Regions from separate parts of the Mus musculus genome. Here region 1 is linked to region 2. Evidence: chromatin contacts called from public promoter capture Hi-C data. All regions are on one chromosome and are shown on one strand. The core of a region is the stretch at or near the end of the contact, and the rest is flanking DNA. Distances in the headings are between cores, read along the strand shown.

The links. Capture Hi-C pulls out chosen DNA fragments and counts their contacts.
Region 1: a contact with region 2 is called in a promoter capture Hi-C map of adipose tissue. The contact joins the promoter of Ecm1 here to the promoter of Ctsk in region 2. A contact is called at or near these places in 19 of 39 promoter capture datasets (the C10 cell line, the HPC-7 cell line, HPC-7-derived erythroid cells and 13 more), 3 of 15 datasets of contacts at CTCF or cohesin (large pre-B cells, pro-B cells and stem cell-derived epiblast-like cells), 8 of 484 Hi-C or Micro-C datasets (embryonic stem cells, forebrain, liver and 4 more), 7 of 115 datasets of contacts at active chromatin or transcription factors (bone marrow-derived macrophages, embryonic stem cells, pancreatic cancer cells and 1 more) and 4 of 9 other capture datasets (adipose tissue, liver, macrophages and 1 more).

The regions. Positions count from the first base shown.
Region 1 is chr3:95,736,473-95,743,298 of GRCm38.p6, forward strand. It overlaps Ecm1 (extracellular matrix protein 1), which reads right to left and starts at 3,097. Exons shown (of 11, transcript NM_007899.3): 1 at 2,901-3,097; 2 at 1,767-1,829; 3 at 1,540-1,644; 4 at 1,336-1,416; 5 at 1,161-1,241; 6 at 541-585; 7 at 1-319. The coding sequence starts at 2,970. It overlaps Tars2 (threonyl-tRNA synthetase 2, mitochondrial (putative)), which reads right to left. Exons shown (of 18, transcript NM_027931.3): 14 at 6,106-6,206; 15 at 5,844-5,945; 16 at 5,602-5,674; 17 at 4,850-4,964; 18 at 3,502-3,847. The coding sequence ends at 3,699.
Region 2 is chr3:95,496,237-95,502,898 of GRCm38.p6, forward strand. Ctsk (cathepsin K) reads left to right here and starts at 2,974. Exons shown (of 8, transcript NM_007802.4): 1 at 2,974-3,100; 2 at 4,598-4,718; 3 at 5,111-5,233; 4 at 5,315-5,470; 5 at 6,346-6,564. The coding sequence starts at 4,599. It overlaps Arnt (aryl hydrocarbon receptor nuclear translocator), which reads left to right. Exons shown (of 22, transcript NM_001037737.2): 22 at 1-1,004.

The DNA.
Region 1 (6,826 bases), core at 1,847-4,346, 240 kb after region 2:
ACAAGCTTCAAACAGTCTAGGCGGTTTGTGTCGCTGCGGCAGCGACAGCAGCGGGAGTATCCGGTCTCCAGCACATTGAGGGTCTCTCCCTGGCGACTAAGGTGAGAGTAGCCAGTCTGCGGCAGGTTCCAGGGGCCGTAGATCACATGCTGACGCTCAGGAAGGCAGATCTGCTTCAGATTGTCTGGAGAAGGCCGTCCAGGAGGGAAGCCATCCAGCCGGTGGCCCCAGACACCTCTCCGTCCCTGCTGGCAGTGACGGGCTGGATTCCAAGTCCGGGGCTCTGGAGGGAGCTGGCCCGCCAAGGTGTGTGGCTTCACTGGAACAGAGAAAACAGTGGGGAGGAATGCATGCAGGCTGGCTGAGCATAGAGCATTGGGAGACCTGGGGTTGAAGAGAAAGGGCTGGGATAGTATGTGGGCTTCTTCAGTTCAGGGTCACTGAAAGGAAAAGGTAACTGCGACCCTCAGGCCAGCATTAGCTCCTTCCTGGGGCTCAGGGGCTAACCGTGGGAACAGACAGACCAGTGTGGTCACTCACCCTCTTTCTGGACAATCTCCTCCTGAGGCTGGGCAGGCGGGTCTACTGGGGTAGAGGGAGGTGGGTAAGCAAAAGGCTTGTTGGGATGGGCTCCTCTAAAACACAGGCTCCTGCTAGTTCCCATGCACGATGGAACACAATAGAGAGGCCAGAAAAAAACACGACTGCTATTTTACACCATTGACAGAGCTGTTGGACAGGCATTGTTTCCAACCGTTCTTCTCTTCTCTTCCTTCTTTAAAACTGGGCCTCATGTACTCATATGTCCCAGGCTGGCCTTGAACTCAGTAACGCTGACCCTGGCTGTCTGGGAACTTGCTCTATATACCAAGCAGGCTATATACCCCTCAGAGCTCTGCCTGCCTCTGCCTCCTGAGTGCTGGAATTAAAGTCACTGCCCAGCCTAAGAACAACCTTTGAAGGTCTGATGTTCATGTCAGTGCCACTACATCCAGTTGATGGAGTGCGGGAGAAAGCCAGCCTGGACTGTGTCAGACAAGCATTCCACCGACTGTACAGATAGAGACTGAGCAGCTCAGGAGAGTAAGTCCCATGTGCCCCTCCTCCCCAAGCCCATGGGCTCCGCAGGAAAGCTGTGCAGGAAAGAGGCAGTCACTCACTTTCCTTCTGTTCAATATGGACTTGGGGAGGGGGCTGCTCTTTCTGCAGGGGGATGGCTTCTTGAGGGACAGCAGGACCAGCTGCAAGATGGGGGAGGGCACAAGGGAGGGAGGTCAGGCTAGTGTCAGCATCACAGTGGGGTGGGCGGGGGTTGGGGGGCAGGGAAGCACTCACCTTTATCTACATTAGGGTTTAGGAAAGTGGGCCAGTCTTCCTCGTACACAGGGATGTCTTCTGGAGAGGAAGGGGGCTGCACTACAGAACAGGCAGTTGTGAGGCAGACAGTGGGGTGGGGGGGTCCCTCCCTTCCTGAGGAGCAGGAAGTACACTAGATTAGAGGTCTCAACGGGAACTGAGAGGGCTTTGGGGCAGCCTCACCTTCTCTTTGTTCCTCAAAGAGGGGAGGGTCATGCAGAGAAGTTACAGAGTGGTCAACTCGGAGTCTCCGGGTTTGTGGTGGGGAAGGGGGTGCTGCATAACCTACTAGAGGCAAGAGGGGAGACACTCAGAGCCTCCCAATTGCATGCTTGTTCCCCACAAATTCTACAGCCATGCTGTCCTGAGCACCCGTCTTCATCCGATCTGGTTAGTTCTGAGGCTCTCACCTTCATGGAGGTGCTGGAAGAGGCGCTCTGGCGTCATCTCTCGCTGGTCTGAAGCCTTGAAGGCTAGAGGAAGGAAAGACAAAAGTCAGGCAGTTTTGAGGCGTCCTTTCCTGGTCCTGGACAGAGGATGGGGAGGCTGTGGAGGCCGAGACTGTGGAAAGCCCGCTGTGGGGGAGCCACCTGTCACACACCTCCCCTCTGAGTGGCTGGGTTCTGAGTTGGGGTCTAAAAGAATGTGGCTGGGAATGGAGGTCTGATTTCCTGTCAGTATCTCCCTTGGATGGGGCTTGTGGCTGCCGTCCCCTCCAATGCGCTGATGTTCCAGGATCCACCTCTCTTCAAACTTCTTCCTATAGGCCTTTAAAAATACTTTTGGCCTTTGGGTGGGACGGTTAGCCAAATGTTTAAGTGCCTTCCCCTTCAATCTCAGCTTATTTTAGGTTTCTTAAACAAGAAAAATATTATTTGTGTATGTGTGGAGGGGGCCAGTGTGTCACCGTGGTGATGTGTATAGGTCAGAGGACAACTTGTGGGAGTCATTTCTCCCCTTCCATGTGGGTTACTGGGACGGAATACAGGTCACCAGGCTGGCAAAGCACCTTCACATCTGGAGCTGAACCGAAGGCACAAACCTAGGAACCAGGACAGCAGCGAGGTGGAGCTGTCTCAGACACGGCTATCTATAGAAGGATCTAAGTCTCTGTCCTGTCCAGAGTTGGTATTTCCTTTTGTTCAGACTTCAAAGCAGTGCGTGTGTGTAATAGGGGGTGAATGTGGGTGAACTCTAACTCGTCCTCTGACCAGAGTGAGCCAGTCTAGGCTCCCTGGCTCGGTAGGCTGAGTTTTAGCAGCCCGAGGGCTTCTTTTCCTCCTCACCTGCCTCCTCGTCCCTCCTCACGTGTTCTGACAGGAGGATCCTCACCCTGTAAACTCACCTGTCTTGTGTCTATTTGACTCTAATTTTTGTGTTTCTTAGCAACTACCTCTAGCTATTCTGCTCCTGTTCCAGCCTCCATGGTTAAAGGTTCAGCCCCACTTCACAGTGACATGTTCATATAAAGGAAGCCAATCACCCAACTGCTGAGCTCTTTGGAGCCAGACTCTTAAGCAACTGCTGACCCCACCCCGACTCACCTCCCTCAGAGGCAGCAGAAGCAAGAGCCAAGCAGGCCAAGATCAAGGCTGCTCTGGATACGGTCCCCATCCTGGGGCAAGAACTGGTCACTGGTCACCCAGAAGCTGGTTGTCACAGGCAGATCTAGACTTGAAGGGGTTGGGCCACTTGCTGCAAGCCTGCTCCCCTGGCTGTTGCTACTGCCGTTGTGAACTTCAAGGCCTGCTGTCTGTCTCTCTTTATATGCTATCTCCCGCCCCCCTGTTTCCTGCCATGACTCAGTCCCTGCTGCTCCTCCTCTTACAGCCACTCCTCCCAGACTCCTGGAGCCTCCTTAGCCTGGGAAGAATGGAGGTGATGGAAGGGAGCACTCCTGGATCCCCTCCAAACTGATGCAGAGGATCATGGAGCAAGTTGTCATCTGGACCCTTAATTTGTGCCTCAGTTTCCCATCTGCATACTGTCCTTTATAAAGAATGGATCTGACACTCTCCTGAGTGGGAGTGGGAGGAGAATGGCTGCCTGAGGCAGTGCCCTTGCTGGTCAGAGGCCTCAGTATCCCTTTGCCTCAGGTCTGGGAAAGAGGGAGTAAAGCATTCGGACTCAGATGAAGGCACAGCCTTGGCTTCAAGTATATTTTTATTCTCCTTCTATCCAGTCAGTACAGCATTCCTTTCTGTGGGGAGCCCCCACACCATGTCTATTTTCAGAGAGCAGTTCTGAGGCCTCGGGGACATGCGGGGCTGCCAGCTGGGTTACTGTCCCGTGGAAAGGGACGGACGGCTCTCATGAGTCTGTACATCACCAATGGACATGACTCAGAACACTTCTTCTGCATTGGGGACCCTGGCGTTCTGTAACTCCAGCAGTCTCTGCACGGACTCGGCCAGGTCTCGCTCCCCGAGCTGCCGGTTATCTCGCGTGCGTACGTTCACTGTCCTTTGACTCTGCTCTCTCTGGCCAACCACTGCAGGAAGAGGAAAGATTTGCAAACCCAAGCAAAAGTCACCCTATGGGTTGTTTCCTTTTGCTTTGCAGAAACTTCAAACTCCTGAATCTTTAGGAAAGGTAGGAGCAGAGCCTAGCCGTGGCTGAAGCCCATGCTTAGCTCGCCTGCCCTGCTGCTGACTGTCCACTCTGATGAGATAAGGAAGTGGGCCGGGCTTTACTCCCCTCTCCCTGCAGGTCAGGAGCCCAGGGCTGGGAGATACAGAGTCAGTTAGACAGAGACAAACATGGAGAGCTACACAAAAAGAAAAACTGTATGTGTGTGACCTGGGGGGAGGGGTACGGTACAGGAAGGGGAAACAGCAGGGCGGGGCTTGCTCTCAGTGCTGCCAAGGCAACGGGCATGCGTGATGCCCCAGTCAGGCGGTCTGGCTAGGAGTTTCTGCTTCTTGCTTCCAGAGGCCCAAGAGTCAGGAGCAACTTCCTTCCCTAAGACCTTTCTTGTCCCCTAGAGCTGCCTCCACCCACACAACAATAAACAAGGCAATTAATTAATGCCTTTATTGGTTTTGGTGCTGGGACCTAACTCATTGGAGGCCAGTGCTCCACCACAGAGCACTACAGCTTCTGGTTCACTGATAATCTTGCTACATACAGCCCACAGTGGCCTCACATGTTTGCCCTCCCTCCTGTACCTGCCAAATCCTGGGATTACAGGTGTGCCTACCATGCCTGGCTTCAACTGATGCCTTCTTAATCCTCTCCTGTCCCTTCCTCTTTGATGCTGGCCTGGTTAATTAACTTACAGAAACAGCCTAGGGTAGGGTTAATGAGAAGACAACTGTTCTGAGGGATGGAATAGGTTGTGGGAAGGAGCAATGGAAGGCAGGCAGATTAGTCAGGCTCCTACCCAGCCCAGGTAATGAGTCCCAATTAATTCAATGTACACAGAGCTAAACAATAGAGTTAGTACAGAGAATGCAGAGCTTGGGGCTCTGAGGTCTACGACTAACCCTCTTACCAAACTGAAAGTTGTAGTGGGCAAGCTGGGCCCGGCGGACTCTCCGGCTGAGGGTCAGTCCAGAGTCTGCATCGAGATCACTCACAAGTCCTGCAGCCTGCAGGCACTGTTGCACCTGGGATACAGATTTGGTGATGAGTAAATCTGAATGGAAGCTGAGCTATGATGGTTGGTTACTATTCTTCCTCGGATACTTGTCTCACATCCCCACTTCCTCCAATGCTCTCAGGAGCTGGCTAACTGCCTCTTCTCTGAGATACTGAGGCCTCCTTCCCATCCCTGACCTAAAACCTTTGTGTGCTTCTCACAGAAAATGAAGCCTCAATTATTCTTTGGGCTCTGTCGGTTGTTAGGCACCCATCTCCCAACCAGCTGTTCAACTCTCGTCCGTCCATAGTTTCTCCATAAAGAACCTCATGCGGCTCAGGCTGTGGACCTGTGCACAGCATGACCTTTCCTGATGCTCCTCCTGCCAAGTGCTAGGACTGCAGGCTCCTGTGGTGCTGCAGACTGAGCGCACTGCCTTCTGCACACTAGGTAAATATGCTACCAACTGACCTACAGCTCTAGGCTCACCCCTAACTATTTAAAAAGGGTCTTACTATAAAGCCAAGGCTGAACTCAATTTTTAGATGGAGAATGTTTAGCACACGGGAAAGCTGCCCTCAAGCCCTTCCCACTCTCCTGCAGAGCCTGTCTCACCAGGGATGCATGGCAGATGCCCTGCTGTTCCTGATCTTCTCTCAACTCACCTGCCTGGCATATTCCTCTTGCTCTGTCCTCACAGGGATGACCACCACCTGGAGCGGGGACAGCCACAGGGGCCTGTTGGCAGGAAAAAGGGGCAGGAAGTTATTCACTTTGGCTTTAGCCATTAGGCTTAGGTGTAGCTGTAGGGAGATCTGAAAAGGAAATACATAGGATAAGGTCAGAACCTAAGGCACGAACTTTCTGGCTGGAGAGAAGAGCAGAACTCTGGTGGCCAGTGACTCACCATTTCCCCCCACAGCTTTCTGCCAGCACTCCCAACAGCCTTTCCACAGAACCAAGCACTGCTCGATGAATAAGGACTGGACACTCTGGGGTACCTGCCGGCCTTGGAAGAAGGGGAGTGGGTGAACGGTGAAAGTCTCATGACCTGAGCCCAATCACTTCCCGTTACCAAGAACACTCTCTGATGGGGTAGGGTGTGGAGGGTTGGCTCAGTGTGAGGAGCAGTCAAAGGCAGGGGTGGGGGGCTGAGCCAGGGTCTATACCCCTTGTATTGTAGGTCAAATCTCAGTGGCAGCTGGAAGTCAAGCTGGATTGTTCCACACTGATGGGGCCGACCAAGGGCGTCGTGGAGGTGCACATCAATCTAGAGAAGATGGGAAGGGGAGAGACTCAGACCCAATAGCTTTCATTAGCTCCATCAGCCAATCTTCTCTACCCTGTCCCTGTAAGGAGAGCCGTGCCATGCAGACAGCCAATACTCCTTCCTTCCTCTCCACCTATGATGAGAGACTATCCATACCCCAGCCTCTTAATTCCCTGAGTTCTTCCTGAGACCTATACCTCGCCTATGCTGCGCCACACCCCGTCTTCTCTCTTAGTGGCAGTCGGATACTCTCTTGTAGCTGATGATCTACCACTGGCTCTGCAGCCCCTTTCCCATCGGCAGTCCCATCCCCCGCTTATGCCCTGCTCAGCTGTAATAGTCTCCAGTTCCCCTCATTCCCACTGCTTTGCTGGCTGATCGATGAGACAGAGCCCTATCCTGCTAGTCTTCTACTCTCCCATGTCCTCAGCCCTGCAGTACAACTGCTGAGGGCCACTTAGCATGTCACACGCCACCTGCCACAGATGCCAAAGCAAAGACTGATGCCACCATAGAAATCAGTTCAAGATTCAATTGGTCCCATGCAAAACCTTTTGCTCTATTCTCCTTGGGGATTTTCAAACATTTTCCTCTCTCAGCCATAGCTTGCTTACCTGATT
Region 2 (6,662 bases), core at 1,724-4,223:
ATGACTCCTGCTCTTTGGTGCTTTCAACTCATTGGGAAGAGCTGCAGATATTACCAAAATAGGCTGGCTACATGAACACTGTCAGAAATCCCAGACTTGCCCACAAGGATAATGCTGCATTTTTCTGTCAGAGTCACACATGTTTTTCTGGAGAGGTTATTTCTGCATGGAAACTCAACTTCTTGGATTAGCTATCTTGAGTGAAAGTCCTCACTGACGAGTATGCAAACCAAATAGCCTCCTGCACAGTAGCCTCTCCTTCCTGTCACCAAAACAGTTTTAGGTCTGCTGAAGTCTGGTGTTCTTTGCTCCTTCTGCAATCTTGAAATTGGGGTTTGCTTTAGAGCACAAACATAAGTCTGTGTTAGGTGGACTTAAATCCCAACAGGGTCACTTGATAATTATAGCCATAGAAATGCAGATGCAGGTAACTGCTTTTACCCTTTACCGTCCTCAGGTGAGTCTCCTAGATCAACAGCCTTTTTTTTTTTTTTTTTCCTTAAACTGGCTCCTGTCAAAGATTAAGTTAATATGGAAAAGACCTCTTATGTGTATTGATGGGGCATGAGGAGCCCAGGCAAGGAGAGGCTCGTGGAGAGGCTGAGGGAATGTTACTAAGTTTCCCTCCGTTTGTCTCCAGTCTGGTGCCAGGCAGTAGAGTGGAAAAGGAGGCTATTTTTTTATTCTATGTGCACACATACAGTATACATATATATTTATATCACATTTTACTGAACCAAAAAGTTGGGTTTCCAATAAAATACTTGTTTTTTAATAACCGACTTGTTTTTAACTGTGATCTGAACTATAATGTACAGTTATTACAGGGCTTCTGAAGAAGGGGGGGCGGGGAGAAGCTTCTCTGAGGGGCTCGCTCTGCTTTTCCTTCACGGTTTTATTTTTGATTGTTTTTTCTTGTTGCCCATCTGTGCTAAGCCTTAACTGTGGCAAAAATAATGACATGTAGCAAAGATTTTAAAACAAAGTATTTTTTCTTTTATAAATTGTGTTGTGTTGTGTGATATTATTGATTGCGGCTCCCTGACCCCTTTACAGACATGCACAACTAAGCATTCATAAGTGAGCTCGACACACACAGGCACAGAGCGTAGTTGAATCTTCATTTCAAGACTCAGAGCTCACAGGGCCCTGGTCACTTAGCCCTGTTCTCGTGTACCCACCTGATCCTGACACATCAGGAGTAGTCAGTAGACTACTGCTCACACTGTCTGGGAGTGGGGGTTGTCTCATCTCACAGAAGTTGCTGGGGAGTGTTCTTGGATTTGAAGCCACTATGGGGCATCCTGATGTCTTTCCCCAGTGTGTTCTCCCAGTTAAAAGGAGATGAAGGGATTGTGAGCTTTAAACAGTTCAGATGTGGATCTGGGCTCTCTCTACTCAGGTGGTACATTGAGATCCTGGGGTCTAGAAATCCTGGGGTCTGTGCCAGGAATCCAGCTAGGAACTGAATCTATATTTGTGGTAATATCCTTTGTGCTTCACAGTCCCTCATTTCCTAATTCCTCACATGTGTTTATGGAAGTAAATGGAGTTTAGGGTGTGGTTGGCCAAGTCAGACTCTTATGATCTGTCACATGCCTGGATTTTGGGGAAGCGCTTGGAGACTCTTGTAACTGGACCTAGTTTGGGATTTTAATGATTGAGATGCAGTACTCATCAGACATTCTACCACCCGAGAGTCTAGCAGTAGAGTCCCACGTGTATCCATTAATGTAGATTCAAGTGTTGTAAATAATTAGGTGCTACATTGGGTCAGTTGTCTTTCCTTACTGTCATGTTGGGTGTTGATCCTTGGGCCTCATAATGTTAGGAAAGCCCACCACCGCTGAGTCATGTTCCTCAACCCTCTTTTAGCTTTTTGTAAATTACTTTTATCCTCCATTTAAGCAACTAGAATCTTTTTGTAAAGTTTATGTATATGAGTACACTATCTCTGTCTTCAGACACACCAGAAGAGGGTATCAGATCCCATTACAGATGGTTTTGAGCCACCATGTGGTTGCTGGGAATTGAACTTAGGACCTCTGGAAGAATAGGCAGTGCTTTTAACTGCTGAGCCATCTCCCTGGCCCTGTAGGGCATTTCTTAGTGGTTGATGGGAGAGAGCCCAGCTCACTGTGGATGGTGCCATTCCTGGGCTGGTGCCCCAGCCGTTGTTATTTTTAGACAGGATCTCACTAAATTGCCTAGAGTAGGTTGACCTTGAAAGTAAGTTCTTACTTAGAGACGTCTCACTGTATGGCTCTGGCTGACTTTGGACTCACTCTGTAGACTGTTGTGGCATTGACCTCACAGAGAACCATCCACCCCTGCCATCCAGTGTGTATGTTGAGGGGACAGAGGTGTGCCCATAGCCAGTGATGGCTTTGCTTTAGCTTCCTGAATATCTGGGATTACTGCACTGTCTCACACACGTGACTTTCTGGCCACTTTTGAACCATCTCACCTGGACTTTGTGGGCAGCTCCTCCCTTGATGTACAGCCATAATGGGTTAGAAAAACTACTCCATGCCCAGAAGCAGTTAATAGCAAACAGTCACAAAACGGTTTTAAATGTTTAAATTAGAGCCTTACATTTCTAGCCTTTCCTCCCCTCTCCCTCACTCCACCCCCATCATCTCAGAAGAGGATCTGACACAACGTTGGAAATGGTGCAGAGTAAGGAGGTGGGTCAGAACTAGATGAGTTGAAAAGATGGAAATTGCCAGTCAGACATTTTGAGGAAGAATGGAGACAACTAGGGCTGTGTTCTTAAATCTCCCACCAAAGTCTCAATTTGAATATTGTGCTATCTTATTTTTGCCCCCCAAAGTCAGTCAGATGAAACTAAACACTTAGCAGCTATCCACACTGGCATATGATACTGTATACACACATTGTGCAAATGTGTGTCCTTCCTCCCTAACCCCTCCTCCTTTTCATCCTATCCCTGACTCCCTCCCTTATCCAGATTTTCCAGCCACTGCTGGAGTTGACTTCCGCAATCCTTACCGAATAAATCTAGCACCCTTAGTCTTCCGCTCACAGTAGCCACGCTTCCTATCCGAAAAGAGCCTAGCGAACAGATTCTCAACAGCAGGTAACATTTTTAACTTCTGGATCTTTTAGCGTCTTGTTCCTACCAATTAACCTTATTTTAAGAAGAGAAAGGATATAATGAATTGGGGATCAAATAATTTAAGTTCCCTGAATAACAACATAATCCTTAGTTTATTTTCTAGCTAAATGTGTATGGAAATCTTTAGGATTTTCTATGTGAATGAATATGTGGCTGTTGGTATAATCAGAGGAAGAGGATTCTGTAAGCCTGTCTCAAGCGTGGGCTCTTTCTGAGTTCTGTTTAACTTAAGAGTTAACCAACTCCTGGGGAAGAAGAAGAATTCACAGCCACCCGCAAGCCTGTCACACCCCGGTTACTGGTGCTCTGCTGGGTAGTCTGTTGCTTTGCAAAGAGTAGATGAAATGTCGTCAGTGTTGCACAAGTCATATGATGTGCTGCTGGTGGGAAATGGTTTTTAAACTTAAGAACTTGCAATTAAGCCAACACAAGAAATTAATGGGGCCAGAGCAGATGCTGAAAAGCTGTGAGCTGTGAACTTAGGTCATTACGGAATACTGTCCTTCCATCTTCCACCTCCATTCGTGTCTGAGGCTTTCACCCTGTAAAGCAGCCACGTCGCTGTTTGGAAAAAAGAAAAGAGAAAAGAACAGCTACTTACCCGTGACATCTGGTTATGATCAGAGCTGTTTCCTGCCTAAAGGAGAGGAGGTGGAAAGAAAAAAGTGGACAAGGCAAATGAAGATACAGTGAACGTAAATACCATCAAAATGGTCCTGTCCTCTCCTGGCAAGATCTGGGTGTAGGCAAGGAAGAATACTATGCACAAAGCCTGAAGTGTACTGTAGCTAGAACTCTGGCTCTGTAACCACGCTCACTGTGCTTATTCTGTTTATGTGCACCCTTACCTGGGATACGGGGGTGGGGTGGGGGTGGCATAAGAGCTGCCGAGCCTTTCCCAGTTACTTCTACGCACTGCGGTTGCCTAAAGTGTGTGCAGTGTTGGTGGAACATACGGGAGTTACAATGATTAAGTCAGATGATCCGGCACCTCCTGAACTTCTGTCTGTTTTATGTGAGAATCACCTGCAATTCCTTGTTTTCCATATACAGCCAAGTGTGCCTGTCTCACAGTCAAATGAAGGGATTCTTGGGCATGGCTCACACCTTTAGTCCTGGCACAGGGGAGAGGGGGTAGATCTTTAAATTCAAGGCCCTCTTGATTAACATAGTGAGCTCAAGGCCAGCAAAGACTTACATAAAAAGACCATGTCTCTGAAATGGCAGAAAGTCTGTGTGTGTATGTGGTGTTCTTTTGAGTTTATGAATCCCTTAGGATTAGTGTGTGTGTGTGTGTGTGTGTGTGTGTGTGTGTTATTTTTCTGGTAGAAAATTTATTTTTAAAGCTCTTAAAAGGTTAAAACTTTCCTGATAACCTGTCTGCTGCCATTTGAACATCCAAAGCCAACCTGTGAATTTCTGCTAGTGGAAATCTCCCCTAATTATTCCTTCCGCCAGGATGTGGGTGTTCAAGTTTCTGCTGCTACCCATGGTGAGCTTTGCTCTGTCTCCGGAGGAAATGCTGGACACCCAGTGGGAGCTATGGAAGAAGACTCACCAGAAGCAGTATAACAGCAAGGTGCCCAAGGAAGCAGTCCCCATTCTCTAACTCTGCAGCTAGCTTTTCCTTCTGTGCATCAGTCCTTCTGTCTGCTTCCCACATGTATTAGCTGGAGAGGTAGCTCAGGAACGGATGGCTGGTCTAGCATGTACAAGGCACTGAGTCCAATACCCAGTACCATAGATGGGGCTGTATGGGGTGTATGTGGGGAAGGCTCTTTTAAGGAACACTTCTCATAGTAATGCCATTATTCTATGGTCTCTCTAAACCTTTGCATAAGATTTGTGTATGTACTCTTAAGAGTCTATGGTTTCCCAGTTAGATTGTGTTTTCTGTTTATGTTGTATGTCTTCTTCTAAAACTACCTATATAACCACTCAGTCTACAAATTTACTGACTATCCTGTTTAGGTGGATGAAATCTCTCGGCGTTTAATTTGGGAGAAAAACCTGAAGCAAATCTCTGCCCATAACCTGGAGGCCTCTCTTGGTGTCCATACATATGAACTGGCCATGAACCACTTGGGAGACATGGTGAGTTGCCTCTCAGATCCAGGCCTGCCCACTGTCTTTACCCTGGTCCCTGCTAATGCTTGGCATCCTTTCTTGTCTCAGACCAGTGAAGAAGTGGTTCAGAAGATGACGGGACTCAGAATACCTCCCTCTCGATCCTACAGTAATGACACTCTCTATACCCCAGAGTGGGAAGGCAGGGTCCCAGACTCCATCGACTATCGAAAGAAAGGATACGTTACTCCAGTCAAGAACCAGGTGCCTTCTGTAGTGTGTGCTTGTGTGTGTATGTGTGTGTGTGTGTGTGTGTGCGTGCTCACGTGCGTGCGCGCACGCATCTGTGGTAATCTGACTGTGGTATAGTTCATGCTACAAGAATATAGCATATTGTTACTTAATTCATTACCTATTTTGTATATTTAGGATTTTTTTCTACTTTAAAATTTTTACGCTAAGCTGTGGGCTGAAGATTCAAGATCTAAGGTGCTGCCTTGATCCTCAAGAAATTCTCATTCTTAAAAATTAGAAAAATCTCAGAAAGAGAAAATTCTGCAATCAGGAAAGTAAATCCTAATAGTAGCTGACACTTTCTGAGAGATTGCTGTGCATCAATAGTGTCTCTGATTCTCGCGTGAGTGAGATCTCTCGGTGTTCACAGAAATCTCATCAACTTTAGTATCACTCACTTTCTTGTTCTTTTGAGACGAGGTCTCTTGCCCAGGCTGGCCTCCAACTCAGTCTATAGCTGAGATTGACCTTTTAGCCTCTGGACCTGTTGCCTCCACCACTCAAGTGATGGAGTTACATGTATGTTCCAGCAAGCCCAACTTATTCTCACTTTAAAGGAAACTGAGGCACAGAGTTCAGTAACTGCTCAAGATTGTGTTTCTAGTATGCAAAGTCAGGGTTAGAATTCAGGAAAACTGTCGCCAGAGCTATAAAGTCCCCACTGTACTTGACTTCAGTTAAAGGAGACAGTGGTCACAGTTGTCATCAATGGGGACAATAGCAGGGCTTCACAACAAAGACAGTCTTTATGGTTGAGTGTTTGTGGGTGGAGTTTTCTCAGGCTGGCAGAGAGACCCACCCTCTGTGAAGAGTGATGGCTGACAGGTCCTCTGTATGTTTCTCAGGGCCAGTGTGGTTCCTGTTGGGCTTTCAGCTCTGCCGGGGCCCTGGAGGGCCAACTCAAGAAGAAAACTGGTAAACTCTTAGCTCTGAGTCCCCAGAATCTTGTGGACTGTGTGACTGAGAATTATGGCTGTGGAGGCGGCTATATGACCACTGCCTTCCAATACGTGCAGCAGAACGGAGGCATTGACTCTGAAGATGCTTACCCATATGTGGGCCAGGTGAGACCACCGTAGTATGTAGCCGTGGGCTGCTCCTTCCCCGGGCATGGTTTTGTTTTCTGTTAGCATATCCTGCTCCTTTCCATTTTTTTTTTCCT